Linked DNA regions of Mus musculus: regions 2 and 3 are each linked to region 1. Evidence: chromatin contacts called from public Hi-C data. All regions are on one chromosome and are shown on one strand. The core of a region is the stretch at or near the end of the contact, and the rest is flanking DNA. Distances in the headings are between cores, read along the strand shown. Region 1 holds the start of Marchf11 (membrane associated ring-CH-type finger 11). Region 2 overlaps Myo10 (myosin X). Region 3 has its middle 11 kb from the start of Gm41279.

Region 1 (2,918 bases), core at 138-2,637:
AGCCTGTGCTCAAGTACTTCAATTCTGTTAACTGGAGTTAGAGACACAAAACAACCCACATGCTACAGAACTATTTTAAAGAAGATGAAGAAAGGATTGTGTGTGAATGCTGGTATATGTTCATGTGCCCATCACCCTGGCGCGCGCACGCGCACGCAAACACACACACACACACACACACACACACACACACACACACACACTGGTGTCAGATCTATGGACAGTCCTTAAATAGGCTGGTGACCTTGAACTTAGTTTGCCTATCTGGTCCTAGGTCTTCAGCTATGAAATGTGGCCAATAAGGAATGTTTTAGGGCCAGTCACTTCTGTCAAAGTCATTAAGACTCCACTTCAGTGATAAGTCACAATTGATTTGCATGGACACCTTGCAGGGTAAAACCCCAATAACCTAAGAGTTCAGACTGCTGGGTTTGGAACAGAAGGCCAGAGCACAGGAGCACAGTACCCTACTGGAAAGGGGTGGGGAGAGAGAGGAAGAGGGAGAGAAAAGGTAGGGAGGGGTAGGGAGGGAGGAGAGAGGAGGCCGGGGAGAGGGAGAGAGAGGGAGAGAGGGAGGAGAGACTGGGGGTGGGGGGTGGATGAGGGTGGAGGCAGGCTGAGTCAAGGTTGTAACCACTTTTCCTGGGAAGGACGCAGCAATATTTGTGCAAGCATGAAGGAGACCCACAAGCCACAGAATGGAGCATTGCAACCCTCCAACCTCGGACGCATCGAAAATTTTTACAAATCCAGGATGTATATATTCAGGAGAGGGAGACAGGGGGATTGGGCATTCCCAGGATGACAAAGGTTTCAGAGGCTTCTGCTTGAAGACTTTTGAGATGCAGAGTCCTCTGAAGAAGAGAGGACTGGGATCCCCAAAACAACAGTGGAGCAAAGAGCAGCTACAGCATCTGTCCTCAAGAGTCCTTTCCTGCGTGCCTCTGTTCACAGGGATGCCTACCTCGCCCTCATCCTTACTCCCACGCGGGTCTCTGCTTGGCCCACCGCGCCCCCACCCGGCGGGTTTCTCGGAATTCCCCCAGATCCACCCAGTAACGGTTTTTGGATCGGCAGCTTCCGACCCCTCCCCCTTTTCCTTTCTCACTGGAGCCGCAGTACCGCGCGCTTCTGCGAGGGGCAATCCGCCCCGGAACCGACGTGAGCGGCCCGGGGCGGGGTTAGTGGAAGCGGCCCAGGAATCCCCCAGTTCCAGCAGGGTCCTCTCGGCACCCCACACCTCTCTCTCACGCACGACTTGCCTACCCCCATCCCCCAGTCCAGTGCTTGTTCCCAGCCTCCTTGCCCAGCTCTGCGCTCCTCCCCGCCTCCCATCCCCACCCCCGCGCGCCTGGCACGGGCAGCCGAACTCGGCGCCGCCTCCATCAGAGCCGAGCCGGCGGCTCCGCTGAACAGCCGCCTCTGCGGCCGCCGCGCCGGTCCTCCGCGTCCTCTCCTGGTCCCGCCTTCCTAGTCCCTTCGCCCCGGTTCCCCTTCCCACCCTCTTCCCTCCTCCCTCTCCAGCCTTCCTCTGCGCTCTCTGGCTGCAGTCCGCGCCCGGCCCGCCACCGGGCGGGCAGGAGGACGGCGGCGACTCCACCATGAGCGACGAGGGCAAAAAACGGTCTAGCCGGGCGGACAGCCTCGAAGCTGAGCCACCTCTGCCCCCGCCGCCCCCACCCCCGCCTCCGGGAGAGTCGGTCCTGGTCCCCACCTCCCCACGCTACCGGCCGCCGCTGCCCGCGCCTCTGGAGCGCATCGTAGGGTCGGGCGAGCCGCCGGTAGAACTGGCCCCTCGGCGCAAGGGCGCAGGAGAGCCTCTACCGCCGCTGCCGCCGTCTCTGTTGCCCGGCGACCAGGAGGTGACAGCGGCGGGCGACTCCTGCGAAGGTCCTAGGCGCCTTCCAGAGGTGAAGCTCCCCGAGGCTGCGACGGGGAAAGGCAGCCCGGGGGAGCCCGAGGCCGGCGCGTGCCGGGAGGGCGAGCGGCGAGGCACCGGAGACCAGCCCGAAACACGCTCCGTATGTAGCAGCCGCAGCAGCAGTAGTGGCGGCGGTAGCGACCAGCGCTCGGGGCACCAGCACCAGCACCATCAGCCCATTTGCAAGATCTGCTTCCAGGGCGCAGAGCAGGTAAGGCCAGAGGGACCCCAGGTCTGCAGGCGGTGAGTCCTGGACCTGGACCGCAAGGGTAGAGCTTTCAGCACCACGGACAGCGCACGCCCCACAACTGAGCTTCCCTCTCCAGTTCTCTTTCTGAGAAGGCTGATAAAGTGTTCTGGTGGCCAATACAGAAGTAAATTAACCTACACCTTTTCTCTCTACCTTATTTTGAAGTCAGGTACTCCTAGGTACTATAATGGTAACATCATCAAGCGTTTCTTGTGAATTACTCAAAGGATTTTAGTTTATAAGTAGATTCAAGCCAGGTCTCTTTTCTGTTAATGTATCCAGAGAACTTAGTTTCAGAATACAAATGAGGCTGGGGATAAGTCATGCTACATCAATACCAATATGAGGTATGCAATACCAATATGCAATACCAAAAAAGGGTGGGTTTTTTATTACAAATTTTTAATGAGAAAGGTGCTACAGTTCTTGCAAAAGGAAGTACTTGAACAGAAAGGGTATCTTAGCCAATTGATGTCCTTGATGCTTTGTTAGAAATGCATTTTTAAAATTATAAGCATCATTAGAGTCACGTACAAACTTCCACAAGAACCATCATGCAGGGGAAATGAGAATGCATCTCCCTTGCAAAGTGTGTGAAAACATTAGCTTTAATGTCTCTGAAAGTTAGGAAGTTGCATAAGAATACACAGGCTTTCAGGAAATAGCGCCCTGAGTCAATATTTATGATGCTACATTTAGAAAAAGTAAAAGTGCAGGCTACTCTGAGCTGCTTTCTGCTATGCACTT
Region 2 (2,918 bases), core at 306-2,805, 500 kb before region 1:
GGATGAACTGTATTGTCAGCTCATCAAACAGACCAACAAGGTGCCCCATCCCGGCAGCGTGGGCAACCTTTACAGCTGGCAGATCCTGACCTGCCTCAGCTGCACCTTCCTGCCGAGCCGCGGGATCCTCAAATACCTCAAGTTCCACCTGAAAAGGTAGAGCACTAGGCCAGGGGGCACTTTTGAAAGAAGCTGGGCAGAGCTTACAGAGGTATAATCCACCATTGCGACATCAAACGCTGCGACAGGGCTCTCCAGCCCGACCCACAGGGCCCCTCAAGCAAGTGTGTATGACTTAGATGTCCTCTTGCCCTTTAAGCCGAATGAAGAATCAAGCCACTAATGTATTCATGCTGGGTACATTTAATTACTCTCTCTATAGAAAACCCCAACTTTGATTGTGTGTGTGTGTGTGTGTGTGTGTGTGTGTGTGTGAACTGACTTAGTTCTTATCAGATTTTATTCTGAGGTTGACAGCGTGAGGTTATGGAATACTTTTAGGTAAAAAAATGGCTACGTAGGTGAATCTCTGAGTAGTCTGTCTAATCTCATTGTTCTGTGTGTGGCAAAGGCAGCTAACAAGTCTCATTTTGCTCAACTGTGGCAAACAACATTTAAAGCTGGACACGGTGTCTTGTTTTGGTAATCTCCTCACTGAGGCAGGAGGAACGAGAGTTCAAGGCCAGCCTAGATAGAGTACATCGTGAACCCCTACATTAACAAAGAAAGGCCAGGTGTAGGCATGGCGTGCACACATTTAATCCCAGCAGGAGGCAGATGCAGGCAGATCTTTTTGAATTCAAGGCCATGGCCCAAGGCATTATAATTTTGGTTATTAGCGGTGCCACATAAAAAAAAAAAAAAACTGGCAGCGGACTACCCGCAACGTAGGTTCTTTACTTTTTCCATGTCTGAACTAAAGCTGGACCTAACCAGAAAGACACTGCCATTCACTCCTGTCACCACAAGGGGGCAGCCTCCCAGCCTCTGCTGCTGAACCCTCCCCACATCCCAGCTCCCTCTGGCCAGCCTGTGTCTATCTCCAGTTCACAGTCACCTTTGTCTCCCAGGATACGGGAACAGTTCCCAGGAACCGAGATGGAGAAGTACGCCCTCTTTATCTACGAATCCCTTAAGAAAACCAAATGCAGAGAGTTTGTGCCTTCCCGAGATGAAATCGAAGCTCTGATCCACCGGCAGGAAATGACGTCCACAGTGTATTGCCATGGCGGAGGCTCCTGCAAGATCACCATCAACTCCCACACCACAGCCGGGGAGGTAGGGAATGCCGACAGTCAATCGCCTTGTGCTTGTTGCACACTGGCCCATACGCCTGTGGTACCTGAATGTGTGTTTATGCTCAGTGTATCCGCTCAACAAGCAAGGAAGTCAGTACAGCCAGCAGCCAAGCGCACGCACACACACACACACACACACACACAGTAGAGGTAAAAGTTGAGTTACGTGCAAATGCAAAGCTCCACCTAAGCCAGTGTCCCTCAGACGTAATCTCCCCCATCTTGAACGTGTCTAGATCTGCAATGGGGAAACCCTGTGAGAAGGGTGTGTCGAGTCTCTTCGGCCACCAGGTGTCTCTCTGTGCCTGCCATGAGAATGTGGAGAATACCACATCAGAAGAGCACATTTTCCCCTGACCTCTTAAATCAAGCCCAACAAAAGCTTGGAATGATGGTGGCGTTGCTAATTAAGCCTTAGGAGCCTTTTGAAGTGACTCATCATTAGAAATCGCCACTGTTTCTCAAGGCTTATCAATATATCGGATAAAAGATGGGACTTAGGGGTTTCATTTATTTTTCCAACTACTGAGGCTTTGCAAAAAAAGAAAACCGTAAGTTAGTGGTCCTCCTCTCCCCTGCCCCTCCCCCCACGCCCCGGGGAGGGGAGGGAAGAAGAAAGTCAAAGCTGAATTTATCAAGACAGTAAGAGCAAGCCAGTACATGCTCAGGCTCCGGGGCAGCAGTCTCAGAGGGCTGTGTGGACCCTGCCACACCAGCCTCTCCCTCCGACAGATGACGTCGTATGCATGTAAAGCGCATGGCGGCAGCAGCGTCTGAGCTGAGAGCCCCTGATGTGTCTTCCAGGTGGTGGAGAAGCTGATCCGAGGGCTCGCCATGGAGGACAGCAGGAACATGTTTGCCTTGTTTGAGTACAACGGACAGGTGGACAAGGCCATCGAAAGCCGGACCATCGTAGCTGACGTCCTGGCAAAGTTTGAAAAGTAAGTTCCTCCCCTTCAAAACGCCTGGAGAACACGTGTGTTTGCGTTAGTTTATATTTTACCCTTGTTAATCTATTTACCTTTTCCTCTCTGCCACCTGTTGGCCCTCTTTGCTTGAAAGCTTTCTCTTTATTATCTACCCTAAAGTGGAACCTGGCTGGAACAATGCACTTTCCCTCTGGTTAAACTACCCAGGAGATCTGACAAGGACTGCCTTGCTATTTTGTTTGTGTGACGACCCCTTGTGTCACCTCTTTGTCCCATCATATGGTAGGACAGCTTCATCTTCAGAGTACGCTGTGTGAAATCAGCCCTCTGTGGGTTACCATGGCCCATTTCTGGTTTTGCTCTGAGACTTTTGTGGCTTCTGCCTGTAGGCTAGCTGCCACGTCAGAAGCCGGGGACGCGCCATGGAAATTCTACTTCAAACTTTATTGCTTCCTGGACACCGACAGCATGCCAAAAGACAGCGTGGAGTTTGCGTTTATGTTTGAACAGGTAAAAGGAACTCCAAGAGACAGATTCTTTTCCTTTGTCAGAGACAAGAGAGAGAAGCCCATTACTGCAGCAAATAAATAAACTGCTAAAGTCTGTAGGATTAGGTGCGGTAGCAGACTTACCAGCAAGGAAAAGCTAACCACTCACTGTGGAATGAGCACTCGGTTTGAACACCACTGCC
Region 3 (2,918 bases), core at 263-2,762, 260 kb before region 1:
CAAGTTTTACATAATTGGTAGCAGCCCAGCATGGCTTCTGGGTATAGCGGGGAATAGTTAATCTGCTCTGGGCTTCTAGATGGTGCGAGCACATGGTTCTGCACTTACCTAAGAGCTCTGGATTCACAAATGAAAGACACACACACACCCTTCATATTTTGGTATGCCTTGACTAGCTCAATGGTTGGGTCCTTCCAAACCTCCCTGCGGCTAGCACACACTCCCCTCCGGTATTCCTGAGTTAACACTGACTAAATCTATATTTTATCTTTGCTGCCCTGTTTCCTTCTGGGCAGCTGTCTCACGGGGCCACTTTCTCTTTGTACCTACATTGCTGGATGCTTTCTCTTCTGCAGCTCTTAAATCTGATCTCTCTGTTTCTGCTTCACAGCGAATTTGTTCCTTCTCTTCTCTGCATCTTTCCTGGGAATCCTAAAAGTCCTGCCTCTTTCACCCTGCCCAGCCATTGGCTGTTGGCTCTTTATTGATTAATCAAAAGCCAATTGGGGCAGGGACTCTCAGTATCTGGACATGCTGATTCCTTTGTGATTTTGGCAGCTGAATTAAGACAAAGCATTAGAACCAATCCCCAACATCTGGCAATTGAACTCAGGTCATCTGCATGAGCAGAACATGCTCTTAACTGCTGAGCCATCTCTCTAGCCCTGTAAATATAACAATTTCTTCAGATTATCAGTTTAATTAAAAGGAGCACAAATTATTTGGGAGACAGAGGCATTCTATGGAACATGATCAGATAGATCTTCAAGGACTGTGAAACTTAAGAGACAGAATCCTTTCCATCAGGATTCTGGAATTTTCTTAGAGTATGACAGTATTTAATATATTAGTGCTGTATAGTTTCTGGAATGGAACTTTGACACAAACCAATGAGTCCCTTGTAGTCCATAGTCCTTGAGTTCATAATCACCCACAAAGCTTAGTTTTGCTGCCACTTGTATATTTGTTGGAGCAACATCCATTGATTTGGGAAAAATGCCTGGGCATCAGGATGACGCCACCTAGGCCTGGGGACATCAGGGACTTCTCAGGCGGTGTCCTTTCTTCCTAGATTCTTTCTTTATGCTGCAGTGAAAACCTTGTCCTTCCTGCCCAGCAACCCAGGGGTTATCTCATCAGTGCCCCTCTTAGAACTCAAGCTCTTGGCCTCTCCCCTCCCTCCTATTCTTTATTCTTGGGTGCGATTTTCTATTTGTAATCCTAAGTGAACAGAGACTGGCTCTAACTTTTGAGGGTATTAGAGGTAATGATAAAATTTAGAGGTGAGGCAGAGAGTGTGAATGTTTGACAAACACAGTTGTGGGCTTCCTTTGAGCACTCCTTTCTTGAACCCAAATAAGAATTTGCTCTTCTGTGTTCGCATTTGAACCCATTCAATTCAAACAGGCAAATTGTTTCTGAGATTATGCAACTGAGTTAGAGAAGAGACATATTTGCCCCTTAGGCATAGGTGACCCAGTGACTAAGACTGCAGCTTGTGCCACATGCCCATGAGTCATCAATCTGGTAGTGACATCATCCTGATAGAAAAACAGGATTAGAAATACTGCAGCTTCTCACAGTGATTCGAAAAATGAGTTTATGTTCTACCAGGCACTTGGAGCTTATACTGCTATCATCTTATTAGTGTTTGTGTCTGCAGCCAAAGCAGGCATGATTTAAATGAGAAACACAGAGGGCATGGTTTTAAATGTAAATATTTGCTCCTCGCCAAAATAAAAACAACCAACCTTCCACAAAATGAAGATTTTATGAAGAATTTAAATTTATCTGACTTCACATAACCATGGCTCTAAGTGCTTGGCTTCTTTAAGAAAAATCATAAGCCCCCCCCCCCCACACTTCCTTGAATAGAATGGCTCTCTTGGCATAAGAAATTTGTATGTATAGACTTAGTTGCTCCGATTGCGGGAAGTGCCACCTGCTGCCTTCAAGGAAAGACGTTTCTGGAAACACTAGAACAGATGTTTAACTACTGGTAGATTGGCTATTAAAAGTTTAAAATTGTCCAGTAATTTTCTTTGCATGTCAGAATGTAGGACATTTGGGGAGAGGCGTCCTTCTAAAATTGAAATATTCAGCCCCATTTAGTCTGTAATCATAATCCTTCACTGGTGAGACTGGAGGACTAGGTTGGAGATTTGTAAATGCCAGCCCATTTGTAAATGCCAGAAAGACAGCTCAGGAATATCTATCTGTCTTTCTGACCACTGAAATTTCTGTCTTTCTGACCACGTTCAGATATTAGAGAGAAAGTTAAAAGCATCCAACTCATGCAAAAGCTTTTATGGAAATGAATATTTCAAACGAATGAGTCTTTAATAATCTGAGAGTTGATGCATGCCAATAATATTAGCTTTAATTATATTTAGAGCTTTTTGAATAAAGCCATGCAACAGATAAGCAAGGTCTGCTTTCATTTCTACCCTTCATGCTCCCTTCCTCCCTTTCTGTGAAGAATGGCTCACCCATCAGTCTTGGCCCAAATAGAAAGCAAAGGGATCAAAGAAAGAATTCAAGGAAGATGGGGTATCCTCTCTGTTCTCTACACTGACACAAAGGTCTCCTCCATGCTGAAATTGGTCAGGATGCTAACGTCTCTTTCTTTGGCAAAGATTTACCCCTTTCTACTCATTGTCTCCCTTTCTCATTTCTCATTCTCTGTGATTAAGTAAAGCTTGATGTTAGCACCATTGAAGGCTGAGGTCATTTCACAGTGCATACTAATTTGCCCTGGTCTGCCTGTAAAGTGTTTTCAGATCTCAAGCCCAATGCATTTTGTTGCTGGATGTTTAGAAAACGCCATGTATAACACAAGTTGTCACTCCTGTGGCAGACTCCTTCTAGAAGTGATAATGAACCTGGCGATGTTTGTACAAAAGGATAAAGTCTCAATA

The links. A called contact is a pair of places that touch in the nucleus more often than the background predicts.
Region 2: a Hi-C map of the N1E-115 cell line shows a contact between it and region 1, with 7 times the contacts expected there. The contact joins the enhancer-like site here to the promoter of Marchf11 in region 1. A contact is called at or near these places in 10 of 39 promoter capture datasets (the C10 cell line, the HPC-7 cell line, embryonic stem cells and 5 more), 3 of 15 datasets of contacts at CTCF or cohesin (large pre-B cells, pro-B cells and stem cell-derived epiblast-like cells), 53 of 484 Hi-C or Micro-C datasets (B cells, the BV-2 cell line, the Ba/F3 cell line and 34 more), 5 of 115 datasets of contacts at active chromatin or transcription factors (astrocytes, bone marrow-derived dendritic cells, embryonic stem cells and 1 more) and 1 of 9 other capture datasets (embryonic stem cells).
Region 3: a contact with region 1 is called in a Hi-C map of the N1E-115 cell line, with 2.8 times the contacts expected there. The contact joins the enhancer-like site here to the promoter of Marchf11 in region 1. A contact is called at or near these places in 1 of 39 promoter capture datasets (liver), 1 of 484 Hi-C or Micro-C datasets (the N1E-115 cell line), 2 of 115 datasets of contacts at active chromatin or transcription factors (embryonic hindbrain and embryonic stem cells) and 1 of 9 other capture datasets (embryonic stem cells).

What each region holds. Positions count from the first base shown.
Region 1 is chr15:26,307,661-26,310,578 of GRCm38.p6, forward strand. It overlaps Marchf11 (membrane associated ring-CH-type finger 11), which reads left to right and starts at 1,388. Exons shown (of 4, transcript NM_177597.6): 1 at 1,388-2,132. The coding sequence starts at 1,602.
Region 2 is chr15:25,804,441-25,807,358 of GRCm38.p6, forward strand. It overlaps Myo10 (myosin X), which reads left to right. Exons shown (of 41, transcript NM_019472.2): 35 at 1-156; 36 at 1,071-1,278; 37 at 2,103-2,239; 38 at 2,617-2,737. Among named protein-coding and RNA genes, the nearest start is that of Retreg1, 37 kb to the right of the region's middle. Within about 2 kb of position 1,556, at least 32 of the 459 cell types and tissues checked have an H3K27ac peak or open chromatin away from gene starts, as enhancers often do. A contact at or near this core is called in the Ba/F3 cell line, the CH12 cell line, ECoMG myeloid progenitors and 7 more, where this site is marked.
Region 3 is chr15:26,050,144-26,053,061 of GRCm38.p6, forward strand. No RefSeq gene overlaps it. Among named protein-coding and RNA genes, the nearest start is that of Gm41279, 11 kb to the right of the region's middle. Within about 2 kb of position 1,513, at least 14 of the 459 cell types and tissues checked have an H3K27ac peak or open chromatin away from gene starts, as enhancers often do. A contact at or near this core is called in the N1E-115 cell line, where this site is marked.